2 separate regions of the Sus scrofa genome follow, and region 1 is linked to region 2. Evidence: chromatin contacts called from public HiChIP or PLAC-seq data. All regions are on one chromosome and are shown on one strand. Each heading gives the region's core, a stretch centred on a gene start, on an enhancer-like site or on the middle of the called end of the contact. The rest is flanking DNA. Distances are from core to core; before and after follow the strand shown. Region 1 overlaps KIF3C (kinesin-like protein KIF3C). Region 2 overlaps OTOF (otoferlin).

The links. HiChIP or PLAC-seq counts read pairs in DNA pulled down with a chosen protein or histone mark.
Region 1: an H3K27ac HiChIP or PLAC-seq map of skeletal muscle shows a contact between it and region 2, with 5 times the contacts expected there. The contact joins two enhancer-like sites. A contact is called at or near these places in 12 of 47 Hi-C or Micro-C datasets (alveolar macrophages, blood, embryonic fibroblasts and 7 more) and 2 of 2 datasets of contacts at active chromatin or transcription factors (alveolar macrophages and skeletal muscle).

The regions. Positions count from the first base shown.
Region 1 is chr3:112,997,889-113,000,588 of Sscrofa11.1, forward strand. It overlaps KIF3C (kinesin-like protein KIF3C), which reads left to right. Exons shown (of 11, transcript XM_021087735.1): 7 at 263-381; 8 at 838-954. Among named protein-coding and RNA genes, the nearest start is that of KIF3C, 36 kb to the left of the region's middle. Within about 2 kb of position 1,428, at least 47 of the 83 cell types and tissues checked have an H3K27ac peak or open chromatin away from gene starts, as enhancers often do. A contact at or near this core is called in fetal liver and skeletal muscle, where this site is marked.
Region 2 is chr3:112,579,464-112,582,163 of Sscrofa11.1, forward strand. OTOF (otoferlin) reads left to right here. Exons shown (of 47, transcript XM_021087729.1): 47 at 455-1,642. The coding sequence ends at 635. DRC1 (dynein regulatory complex protein 1) reads right to left here. Exons shown (of 16, transcript XM_021087730.1): 16 at 2,302-2,553. Among named protein-coding and RNA genes, the nearest start is that of DRC1, 41 kb to the right of the region's middle. Within about 2 kb of position 1,333, at least 4 of the 83 cell types and tissues checked have an H3K27ac peak or open chromatin away from gene starts, as enhancers often do. A contact at or near this core is called in fetal liver and skeletal muscle, where this site is marked.

The DNA.
Region 1 (2,700 bases), core at 178-2,677, 420 kb after region 2:
AGGTCCCATGGGTCCCTTCAGATCTGAACGTTGCACGAGGTGGACAGCACCTGAGAGAGATAGCCAGCCGGTTAACAGGCATAAGAGGGACAGGGCTGCCTTCTGAATAACCCGCTCCCAGTGATGGTGGGGCGGCGGGGAGCTCCAGGCGTGGGCCCTGGCCTCATGCTGGGAGGAGCTGGTGGACTCTGAGCCCGCAGCCTCTGGGGCCCAGGCTGTCTGCGCTGGCCGGAGCCTCCGAGCTGCCCCTGTCCCCACGCAGCTCTACGCCAAGCTGCAGGCGGTGAAGGCGGAGATCCAGGATCAGCACGACGAGTACATCCGCGTGCGGCAGGACCTGGAGGAGGCGCAGAACGAGCAGACCCGGGAGCTCAAGCTCAAGTAGGGCCCCTCCTCTTCCGGTTCGGGGTCCTCGCAGCGCCCCGCAGGCGGTACCGCTCCCCGCCGGGCTCCTCTCCTTCCCGAAGGCTTCATTCTGTCTACTCACCCTTGAGTCCCGGCCCCTTAGGAACAGAATGTGTCTGAGGGATGCAGGAGGGGCCCATCTGGGGTCTCTTCGACCCCCTGTTTCCTCCTTCCTTCCTCCACCTGCATGTGATGACCCGCAAGGTGCATGTTGGGTGCTGCCCAGAAGTAGCGCCTAAGGCCCCGAGCTCTGCATTAGAAACGTGATTTTCAAGCGCTAGTACGTCTCCAGGGATCCCCTCCCCCACCTTTTTGGTTTTGCCACCTGTTTCCTCTGCCTCTTTGCTTTTCGCTTTCTCATCCTTCGACCTTCCCATACAGCGGGTGGTCTCACCCCCCCAACCCCCCTCTCTACCTCATCCCTGCTCCCAGGTACCTCATCATCGAGAACTTCATCCCCCCAGAGGAGAAGAACAAGATCATGAACCGGCTTTTCCTGGACTGTGAGGAGGAGCAGTGGAAGTTCCAGCCCCTTGTGCCCGGCGGAGCGTGAGTCTCTCACCCTGTTGTCTGGGCCTGGGGACTCGCCCCAGCTTGGGAGCGGTCGGGGGCCTGTGCGGAGAGGAAGGTTTGGGTGGATTGCGGAGGGCTGGGAAGGATGCCGTCGGAGGACGGGGTGCTCAGGCCCTCGTTCCGGGTCTCCACGGAGGAAGGGCGTTCTGATAAACGCAGTGGTGCTTTGGCCTGGGATACAGAAAATACCCAGGGAGGGACCTAAGGAGGGCAGGAAGAGCATTCCAGCCTCTTGGCAATCCCAGGGAGTGCCCACATTTGGCCAGTCTGGTGAATATTCACTTATCTGAGGCCCAAAATAGCCACAGTCGGTCATATTGCTGAGCACTCTGTGTGCGTCGGGGTTATGTGAGACTTTGCAGGCAGAAGGTAAATCAGGCACAGTCAGAGCTCACAGTCCAGTGGAGAATACAGAGAAGTAATCAGATCAGGAAGTGATAGAGCCCCACTCAGCTGGGTGATTCAGCATTTCCACCTGTTTCCACAACCTCGCCTTGAGGCGCCATTTGCGTGCGTTGGCTGGGTATGGAGCTCCCTCTGCTGGTGGCCATGAAGAACGAGACTGGATGTTCAAACCCAGCGGAGGGACTGTTGCACCCAGCTGGCCCACTGTCCCTTAATTGAAAATCTGTGTACAGAGGTGCTCAGCAGGCCGGACACCAGTGCACTTCCTTGGAGATTCTTTGCTTTATCTATCCCAGGAGTATTAATGCCAGGAGAGGTCAGGAGTCTCTCCAAAGCTCGGGTGGGAGGCTAACTGAGTGGTCTGCAGCTTCTCACTGGAGCATCAGATGCCTGCTTAATCTGTCTACCTTCTGAGGGGCTCATCCTCCTGCAGGCAACACGACCCAAGTTTGTAAATGTCAAGGTCATAAGTCAAGGGCTTTTCAGTGGCATCACTTTGTGGGGGTTTTGGTGTGTTTCGTTGTTGGTTTTTTCTTTTTTCTTTTTCTTTTTTTTTTGGCCGAGGCCATGGCATATGGAAGTTCCCAGGCCAGGGATCAAACCTGTACGAAGTTGCAGCCTGTGCCACAACTGTGGCAATGCTGTCTCCGTAACCCTCTGTGCCACAAGGGAATGTCCTCAATGGCGTCACTTTGGATTTAAAATAAACCTTCAGGAGTTCCTGTCGTGGCTCAGTGGTTAACGAATCCAACTAGGAACCATGAGGTTGTGGGTTCGAGCCCTGGCCTTGCTCAGTGGGTTAACGATCCGGCGTTGCTGTGAGCTGTGGTGTAGGTCGCAGACACAGCTCGGATCCCAAGTTGCTGTGGCTCTGACAAAGGCCGGCAGCTACAGCTCATATTAGACCCCTAGCCTGGGAACCTGCATATGCTGCAGGTGTGGCCCTAAAAAAAAAAGACAAAAGACAAAATAAAATAAAATACACCTGCAGTAATACCTCATCTAACACAGAAGTTCTCCATCCTGGTTGCAACTAGAATCACCTGTGAGTTGGTCTCCAGAGAATCTGATTTTAAAGGATCTTGGGCGGATCCCTGGACTTAAAATTTTTTTTCGAAGCTTCCAGCTGATTCTACAGGGAAGCCAGGCTGAAAAACTACTACTCCAGTGCCATCTGCTGGAGGAGGATGCTGGTCTGTAGGGTTATTTTGTGTTTTCAGAGTTCTTGAGTTGAAGGTTGTAGGTGGAGGAATTTCTTTACATTGAATAGTGACTGGATGAAAGAGGCTCTGAGAAGACATGTAGCTTTTTTTGTTT
Region 2 (2,700 bases), core at 83-2,582:
GGGCTCCTCATGCCCCTGGCAGGACCTAGTGGGGACAGAAGCACAAGGAGGAGAGGTTGGGAGGCACCCCTCTCACTGAGGCCTTGGAGCGGCACGGGGCCCATTCAATGAACTGCTCCATGGGGGAGCCTCTGATAATTAGAAAGGCCTGCAGCCAGCGGCCACCTCTTCACGCACTGACCTGCCATCACGGCAAGTGTGTGGGTCAGGGACGGCTGCCCAGCCGCCAGAGACACCGTCCAGGTCTCTGGAGGAGAAGGGGCCCTGCAGGGTCCCGCAGCGAGGACAGGGGATGTAGGCAGCAAAGCTGGCGCCCAGAGAGGGGCTCAAACCCTCGCTGCAGCCCTCAGTACTCTGGGGACTGGGGCCATGAGGTGTCCCTCTTGGGGTCTAGAAGGGCAGAGAGGGTGCCTTGGAGATGCCACCACCTGACCCCGGCTCTCCCCTCCCCCAGCCGGCCTGACACCGCCTTCGTCTGGTTCCTCAACCCCCTCAAGTCCATCAAGTACCTCATCTGCACGCGGTACAAGTGGCTGATCATCAAGATCGTGCTGGCGCTGCTGGGGCTGCTGATGCTGGCCCTCTTCCTCTACAGCCTCCCCGGCTACATGGTCAAGAAGCTCCTAGGGGCGTGAGGCCCCCTGCGGCGCCCCTCCTGGGCCTGCACCTTTCCTCCTCCTCTGGCCTGGAGGCCTCGGTCCCAGGGCCCTTCATCCTGCTGGCTGGGCTGGTGATGCACAGCCCCCCCCCCACCCGCCTGTCCTCAGCACCCCAAGCCTGCTGCTGGCTCCGTCCTGCGCCTCTGGTCCTGGGCAGTGTGGGAAGGGGTGGGGGGCCTGCCCCGCTTGCTGAGGCTCCAGAGGAATCCACCCCAAACCCTCCCAGGGCCTTCCAGGTGAGCACTGAAGCTTTAATGATAACTGAAAATCCAGAATTGCATCATGGGCCAGTGCCCAAGCTTTAGTGGCTCAGTGGTTAACGAATCCAACTAGGAACCATGAGGTCGTGGGTTCCATCCCTGGCCTCACTCAGTGGGTTAAGGATCTGACATTGCCGTGAGCTGTGGTGTAGGTCGCAAACACGGCTCGGATCCCATGTTGCTGTGGCTGTGGTATAGGCCGGTGGCTACAGCTTTGATTAGACACCTAGCCTGGGAACCTCCATATGCTGCGGGTATGGCCCTCAAAAGACAAAAAAAAAAAAAAAAAAAAGAACGAGCAAGAAGCAGCCTCCTCCCATCCCCCAGACATAATCTTTCAAGGGCAGCTGACACCAGATAGCTTGGTTCTGTGGAAGTGGGCCAGATCCTTCCACCAGTCCTGGGGGGTGGCCAGCCGGCTCCCCGGGCTCCTCTGCTCTGCCCAGGCAGCCACTGAGTGCACAAGCCCAGTCCCTGCCCAGCCTGTGGGTGTCTGTCACTTCCCAGAGCTTCCTCAGCCCAGGCTCCCAGAGGACCAGTGAGCCTGAACACTAATGGGCCCCACACCCGCCTCACCCCTGCAGGCCCGCCTTCCAGCCCTCAGGGGGCTGCCTGGAGTTTGCACTCCAAGTGCTGCCCCCTGCCGGCATGAGCTGGGTTTCTCTTGGCTGTTTCTCCTTTGTTGAGTGGTGATGTTTCTCTTAATAAAAGAAATCAAACACTGAGCCGACGAGTCTGCAGTTGATCAAGTGGGGGGACTGGTGTGGGGGCGCAGGGTCAGCTGGTAAACTCAGGACGGGCGCCTAACCCTGTGGGGGGCCTTGTGGCCCAGGGTTCAAGGTGGGCCTAAGGTACAGGATGGCCTGCCCAGGCTGCCCACAGGAGGAACCTCACCGTACTGCCCAGGGGGCACAGCAGGGTGGAACCAGCGGGCCCCAAAGCTCGCCCAAAGTCCTGCAGGCCCAAGGACTGTCTGCAGGCATGAGACCTCAAAATGGCCCCAGGGCTCCAGCCGCCACCCACAGACACCAAATGCTCCCCAAAGCAAGAGGTGAGCCTCGTGCCACGGGCCTCCTCCCACAGCCACACACCTGTTCTAACGCTACAGTCTGAGCTGGGGACAAAGTTCTCTCATGGCACAGAGGCCGGGGCCCATGTCTCCCTGGACCTGAACGTTTTGAAAAAGATTCAGGGAGTTCCCCTTGTGGGTCAGCAGAAACAAACCCGGCTAGTATCCATGAGGACACGGGTTCGATCCCTGCTCTGGCGTTGCTGTGGCTGTGGTGTAGTCTGGGAGCTGCAGCTCCAATTCCACCCCTAGCCCAGGAACTTATATATGCCACGAGTATATGCCGCAGTGCAACCCTTAAAAAAGATTCAGATACAATTTTTTTTAAGACTTTAATCATGACCAAAGGATACATGTAACTCCTCTGGTTGCCTTAACCTGACAGTCCCCAAAACAGCAGCTAGAAAAGCGAGCGAGCAAGCCCAGGCAGCTCCCTGGGGACACCGCCTCCAGCATCAAGGCTGAAACCAACGTCCACCCTAACCTGGCAGCCTTTCGAGATCTGAGTCTATTTTGTGGGCATTCGGAACACATGAGTTGGAGGAACTTGCAGTTCGGAGTTTACCTGGAAAAGAAGGAGGAAAATCACCCCACGTTCCCCAGAGTCCTCCTCCCTCCCACAGACCCCGAATCATTAGCAGCACTTCCCTGGATGCAGACTATTGCCTTTGGAAGGGATTAGCAATGAGATCCTGCTGTGTAGCACTGGGAA